Regions from separate parts of the Zea mays genome. Here region 2 is linked to region 1. A link is a contact called in public Hi-C data. All regions are on one chromosome and are shown on one strand. The core of a region is the stretch at or near the end of the contact, and the rest is flanking DNA. Distances in the headings are between cores, read along the strand shown. Region 1 has its middle 14 kb from the start of LOC100284495. Region 2 holds the start of LOC103650881 (phospholipase A1 EG1, chloroplastic/mitochondrial).

Evidence for each region. Hi-C and Micro-C count contacts between places; a contact is called where the count stands out from the background.
Region 2: a Hi-C map of ear shows a contact between it and region 1, with 2.4 times the contacts expected there. The contact joins the promoter of LOC103650881 here to the enhancer-like site in region 1. A contact is called at or near these places in 11 of 25 Hi-C or Micro-C datasets (bundle sheath, ear, endosperm and 4 more) and 1 of 3 datasets of contacts at active chromatin or transcription factors (leaf).

The regions. Positions count from the first base shown.
Region 1 is chr3:171,135,145-171,137,875 of Zm-B73-REFERENCE-NAM-5.0, forward strand. No RefSeq gene overlaps it. Among protein-coding and RNA genes, the nearest start is that of LOC100284495, 14 kb to the left of the region's middle. Within about 2 kb of position 1,382, at least 20 of the 20 cell types and tissues checked have an H3K27ac peak or open chromatin away from gene starts, as enhancers often do. A contact at or near this core is called in bundle sheath, ear, endosperm and 3 more, where this site is marked.
Region 2 is chr3:171,286,462-171,289,413 of Zm-B73-REFERENCE-NAM-5.0, forward strand. It overlaps LOC103650881 (phospholipase A1 EG1, chloroplastic/mitochondrial), which reads right to left and starts at 1,694. Exons shown (of 1, transcript XM_008676472.3): 1 at 1-1,694. The coding sequence starts at 1,613. The coding sequence ends at 252.

The DNA of each region.
Region 1 (2,731 bases), core at 132-2,631:
ACATGCCACGCCGATATACCTCTTGTCCTACAACATGTCCTTAGTTACCCTTCGGGCCACAGAGTGGTCATAGCCATGGTCAGCTTTAGTCCATATGATGCATGCATGCTAGTGAATTTCCTAGAATGACCATTCGGACTATCCTCGACGTCAAAGCATGTATGCTGACATATCAACTCTCATGTTGTCATTCGAACTACACACCTACGTCAGAGTTCGACTCTTTCGTACCTTTCCTGGATAGTCATCGGTATGATCCCAAGAGTTATGATTTCTGAGGGGTCGGGCACAGCTCCCGACCTAGGTCGGGCGAAGTAGTCTTTTTAGGGCATAGTTTTGTACCCTGACACCTCAGACAATTAGAGGTCGGATGAGACGGATACCCATGGTCAACCTGTCCTACCCTTGGCTCTCAGGGGTCGATCAAGATAGAAACACGAGTGAGACCGTTTTGCGGGGGTCGGAAGTCATAAGACATATTATTTAGGGTTTATGTTATGAACAGGTTATGCACCCAGACCTGTGTGGTCTCTAACTTCTAGCAATACTATGTTGACTAATGTGCAAATTCGAGCATGGGTCCTATTCTTTACTCGATGTGTACAAATAAGGCTCTGTTTGAAGCTTAGTATTTTTTGCAGTTTTGAGATTATACTATGGTATTCAATGATACCGTGGTATTGATGGCCAAAATGTGTTTGGTTGGTACATGTAAAACACTGTTTCAAATATGATGGTTTACCCAAAACTGTGGTATTCTTTTGGAGTTTTGGAAACTCCACTAATGACCTTGGTTTTCTTTTGTTCTTTCCATGAATACTTTGTTTTTTCTAATGGAACCAAACACATCTTGGTTTTCAGCAATACTGTGGTTTTACTGTAGTAAGACAATACTGTAGTATTTGTGTCATGTACCATTATAAATTATGGTATTTGTAAACTATAGTATTTTAAAACCGTATTACCAAACATGTCCTAAATGGTATTTTCTCTTTTATTTTTTTTTATTTATCGTGGTTTAGTTAAAAATAAACTAGCGGTCGATAAATATTCGATAACTTTGTTTCAGTCTACTGTTGCGGGTTGGTTAAAAATGAACTTGAAACAGTCAGGGAAAACCACGTACGTAGGCCGTTGGAGCAGCCAAACCGGCGGCTGGCGCGTTCCGGTTTCCAACGGCCTTGATCGCGATGCTGGCAACTGTAAAAAGGTGTTTTTTAGCGTCCCCAAATGGGGGTGATTGCCTGATTGGCACGAAGACCAGCTGCAGTGCAACTGCAGGTGTTCGATGTGATGCGCTGCGGACTTGCAACCTGCCGGGCCGGGCAAGTTGGCAAGTTGCCGGATGCGCACGCTTGTAGCTGGAAGGGGGCGCGCGGGCAGAGCTCGTGCACGTGATGCCGGCGCGCGCGGCACGGAGGGTCGGAGGCGCTCCGGATTCCTGACCGGAGGCCAAGACCAAGTGGCGGCGCTCGCCGCGTGTGCATCTGCTGCACCTGGCAGCTCACGGGCCAGCAGGGCTGGGTATTTGAGTTAACCTAAAAAGTTCTGATAGGGTACTTCCAGCAGCTAGAAATTTCAGTATTAAAAGTTGCTACCTGATTTTATCAGGTATATTCTGCTGACACCTAGGCCATGAGCTGCACGAGCAAGTCAAGAGTCAAGGTGCGCCCGCGCCGAGTTCGGAACATACAACAAGTCGCTCGAAGCGTAGCCTTTGCTCAAAGTCGTCTGGCTCCTCCGATGGAAAAGCAAGGAATATAAAAATTGCTTTTTTGGGGGGAGAGAGTCAACTAGCTCTATCAAAGTCGTCTAGCTCTTCCGTACGTTGGAAAAGCAAGGAGTATAAAATTGTTTTTTTTGGGGGGGGGGGGGGGGGGGGGGGGTGGGGGGGGGGAGTCAACTAGCAGCTCGATCTCAGATGGATGGTGTCTGGTTAGGGTTTGTATATATATACGCAGCGTGGTCGTGGTCGGCTCCGGGAGCTGACAATCGATTGTCATGCCTTCTTGTTGAGACTTCTGTACGATTCTGTATTTCCAAAAATCTGTTGATGTATGTTGCTTTCGGCCAGTAGTTAAAAGGCGTTTTATGGTTTATTCAGAGATCCTTACCATTTATTCAGAGAGAGAGAGAGAGAGAGAGAGAGAGAGAGAGAGAGAGAGAGAGAGGCAGAGAGCGGACCCGGACTGCGTAGATAGAGAGGGAGAGGAAGGCCTACAATACAATACAATCTATCGGAATCTGGAAACGAAAGGGAATTGGACCCTTTCTCTTGTAGACCCTCGCGCGTATTTGGGTCTGGGCTGGGCCGTATGTGTGTGGTGGCGACACTCCAGGCGCAAGTCACAAATTAAGCGGCTGCGTAAATTTCGTGAGCATGAACCTTTTGTTGACGATAGAGAAGTTTCGTCAGCTTTGGAACCAAGAAGTTGCAGAAAACGGTAAACGATAACGTGCCTAGTTTGCTTTCAGTTACTTTGAGTGAAGGAAGACATGTGATGTCAGCAAGAAAGTGAGCTAAGACACAGGGACGACGTACGTACGTGCGTGCGTTCGTGCCGTATAGTCAAACAGATTATTACAGATCATCTTGGCCAACGATCTCGAACTTTTATTAGACTTTACAGCTACTACTATTATATTACTCGTCGACCGTACACAATCGTATTTTATGGTATTAGTTGGGAAGGACGAGGTTGTATCCGCAATGCAATCAATCGTTAAGCAA
Region 2 (2,952 bases), core at 444-2,943, 150 kb after region 1:
TTGCCTCCGTTACATGGTCGTTGGCTGTATGTTCGCTGTATATGAGCCAACGAGAAAAAAACGAATTTAAACAAAGAAATCCCCTTTCGATCTCAACCCTGAGAAGGATCGGGCTACGTTGATCGATGGACCGATCAATCGATCTGTACAAAAAAAAAACAAGTGAAGCGATCCTCTAAAAAATAAAATTATCCAAGAGGATCACTACTGAGCAGTTAATCACGGCCGACGGTTGCTGAGGTCAGACAGACTCAGATGAGCCCCAGGGTCTGCACCAGGCCGCCCATCTGCAGGGCCGCGTCCTGCCATGGCAAGGCGCCCGCGCGTCGCCGCCCCACGAACTCCACCACCTTCGCCAGCACGCCGCCGTCGCTGCGTCGAGTGGCCGCGGCTGGCTTGTCGCCGCCGCCGCCGCTCTTGAGCAATGCGACGTACGTGCCCAGGTCGTGGACGCTGGCCAGGTCGCCCATCCTGAAGAAGTCCAGGGGCAGCTCCACGCCGACGTGGGTGTAGCAGGAGTCGCGCCACGGGCGGAGCGCCTGCACCCGCGCGGTGGCCTCGTTGAGGAAGATGCCCGGGAGCTTGGTGATGGGGTCGTGGACGTTGGCCACGCGCAGCGCCTTGACGCCCAGCTCGTCGCACCGGGCCTTGAAGGCGGCGTTCCCGACGCGGGGCCCGCCGAAGGAGAAGACGGTGACGGGCGCGCCGCGGTTGAGGCCCAGCTCCACGAGGTCGTACGCGAAGAGCAGCGCCAGCGCGCTCCCCATGCTGTGCCCCGCCAGGGTGACGCTGACGTCCTCGCCGGGCCGTGCCTTGGCGCACGAGCCGACGAGGCGCGACACCTCGCGCAGGAGCTGCTCCCGGCAGCTCCCCGCGCCGCCGAAGCGGCACGTCTTGTCGACGGAGGTGTAGAGGCTGAGGAATCCCGACTCCACCTTGACGTCCGGGCGCGGGTCGCAGGGGTCCAGGCGCGCCGGCTCCAGCGAGCTCATCAGATTGGCCATCCACTCGGCGGGCGTCACCGTGCCGCGGAACGAGACCAGGACGTCGCGCCTGCCCAGCCGCCCCGTCATCTCGTCCGTGGACACGGCCACGTAGCCGATCCAGCGGCCGCGCCCGCTGGTGGACGGCTCCATGGTGGGCACCGTCACGTCCGCCGCCGCGTAGATGTAGCGCGTGATCTCGTAGCCGGCGCCGGCCATGCCCACCTCCTCCAGCATCCGCTCGCGGCCGTACTTGCAGTTGAGGTGCCGGCGCGACGCCGGGTCCAGGTCGAAGGCCTTGTAGCACGCGTCCACCAGCTCGCCGTAGCGCGCCACCTCGGCGCGCAGCAGCGGGTGCACCGCCGCCGGCTCGAGCAGCCCCTGCCAGTCGTCGCACCCCTGCAGCTGCCGCCACATGCCCGCCACGGTCGCCGTGGACGTGCTCCTCCGCGCCGCGTGCCGTGGCGGCGCTGCCTCCACCGGTGCGCGCGCCGCGGCGACGGCAGCCACGCTGTTGGCCGCGCCGCGGCACTGGACTCGCCGCCGCGCGCGCGGGCCCGTCGCGGCCCCGCATTGCTGGTGGATGGACGCCATTGCCGATGCTGCCTTTGTGGTGGCTGGCAAGGCCATGAGCTAGCAACCTAGGCGCGCTGGTGTCGTTGGCGGTGGGAACACGAAGACCATAGACGGCGACGAGAGGTGGAAGGATGAGGAGGGAGAGCGTTGCATGGAGCTAGGCGCGCGGGAGGGAGGCGGGTTTTATAAAGATGAGAGCGCGTGGAATTCACTTGCGGAGGCTTGCACGCATGTCCCAATCGGCCAATCCCTCCATATCCACCCCGTCGTCCCGTCCACAGTGCTAGTGTGCTACAGGGGAAGGAGAGACTTGCAGCGGCCGCGGCCGCGGCCACGGCCACACCCAGACGCGCGCGCGCTTTTGTCAATAACTTGGTGGGGGCACCGGCACCGGCACCGGCAACACGCACGGCGACCTGCCTCCTGTCCTGGCATAATTGCGATTGGATGGATATGCAAAAAGGAAGGGGCTAATTGCGATTAGGAGGAGTAATCTAGTGGGATTTGGATTCCTGGAAAGTGTGTTGCAGGGTAAAGAAAAGTGGTAGTTTGGCAAGTGATTGACCATGAGACGAATGAGGTGAATTGCAGGGGCTAAACTCTGGCATCCTTTTTGGAGGGGTTTGGTTGGGGGTTGGTCGTGAGCTGAGATTGGAGATCCTCCTCCGCGGCCGGGGATGCATGGTCGATCATCAATCATCACAGGTCTGGACTAGACTAGGGGGCCACACCCACACCACAGACCCGGAGGTGATGGAATCTCAGGATTGCTGGATCCTGTCGTGCTGAACCCCAAGCAGAGGCAGAGCAGGATTGGAGAAATGTACTAGGATAGGCCTGCTGTGTGTCAGCTGCTGCACTCGATTGGTTATTTGAGTGTTCCCTTCCTACGAGGAGGACGGCCTTCTTTAACATGACAGAACAGTCCCCAGCGTCAGAAGGCAACTTTTTTGAATCACCAAGGACGAAGGGAGTCCTAGGAGCAGGTGATGCTTCGTTTGGTTTGGTGACGGTCACTCAGGGACGTTCAGAATCTATAGCCGTCAGACAGCCTGGTTTGCAGTGACAACAAACCAGCCTGGACGTGGGCAGACAATCGGGAGTGCGTTTCAGGAATAAGAAGAAGAAAAAAAAATTAACAGCGACACGTCCGTTTCAGAAAGAGCGTGACTGTAACAGAGACGGGCTAGCTGCCTCAACGCTTTCAGCTGAAAACGACCGCAACCGCCACTCGCCATCGGGAATGTAATGCACTCCAGCCTCCCACCCTTTTGCTCAGATGAAAAAAAATAAAATAAAATAAAACTTCTGCAGCCTACTTCGAATTCCTGAGATTGTCTTCACCTCATCAATCTTAAAAAACAATGCTAAACACCGAGTCACTTCTGTGCAG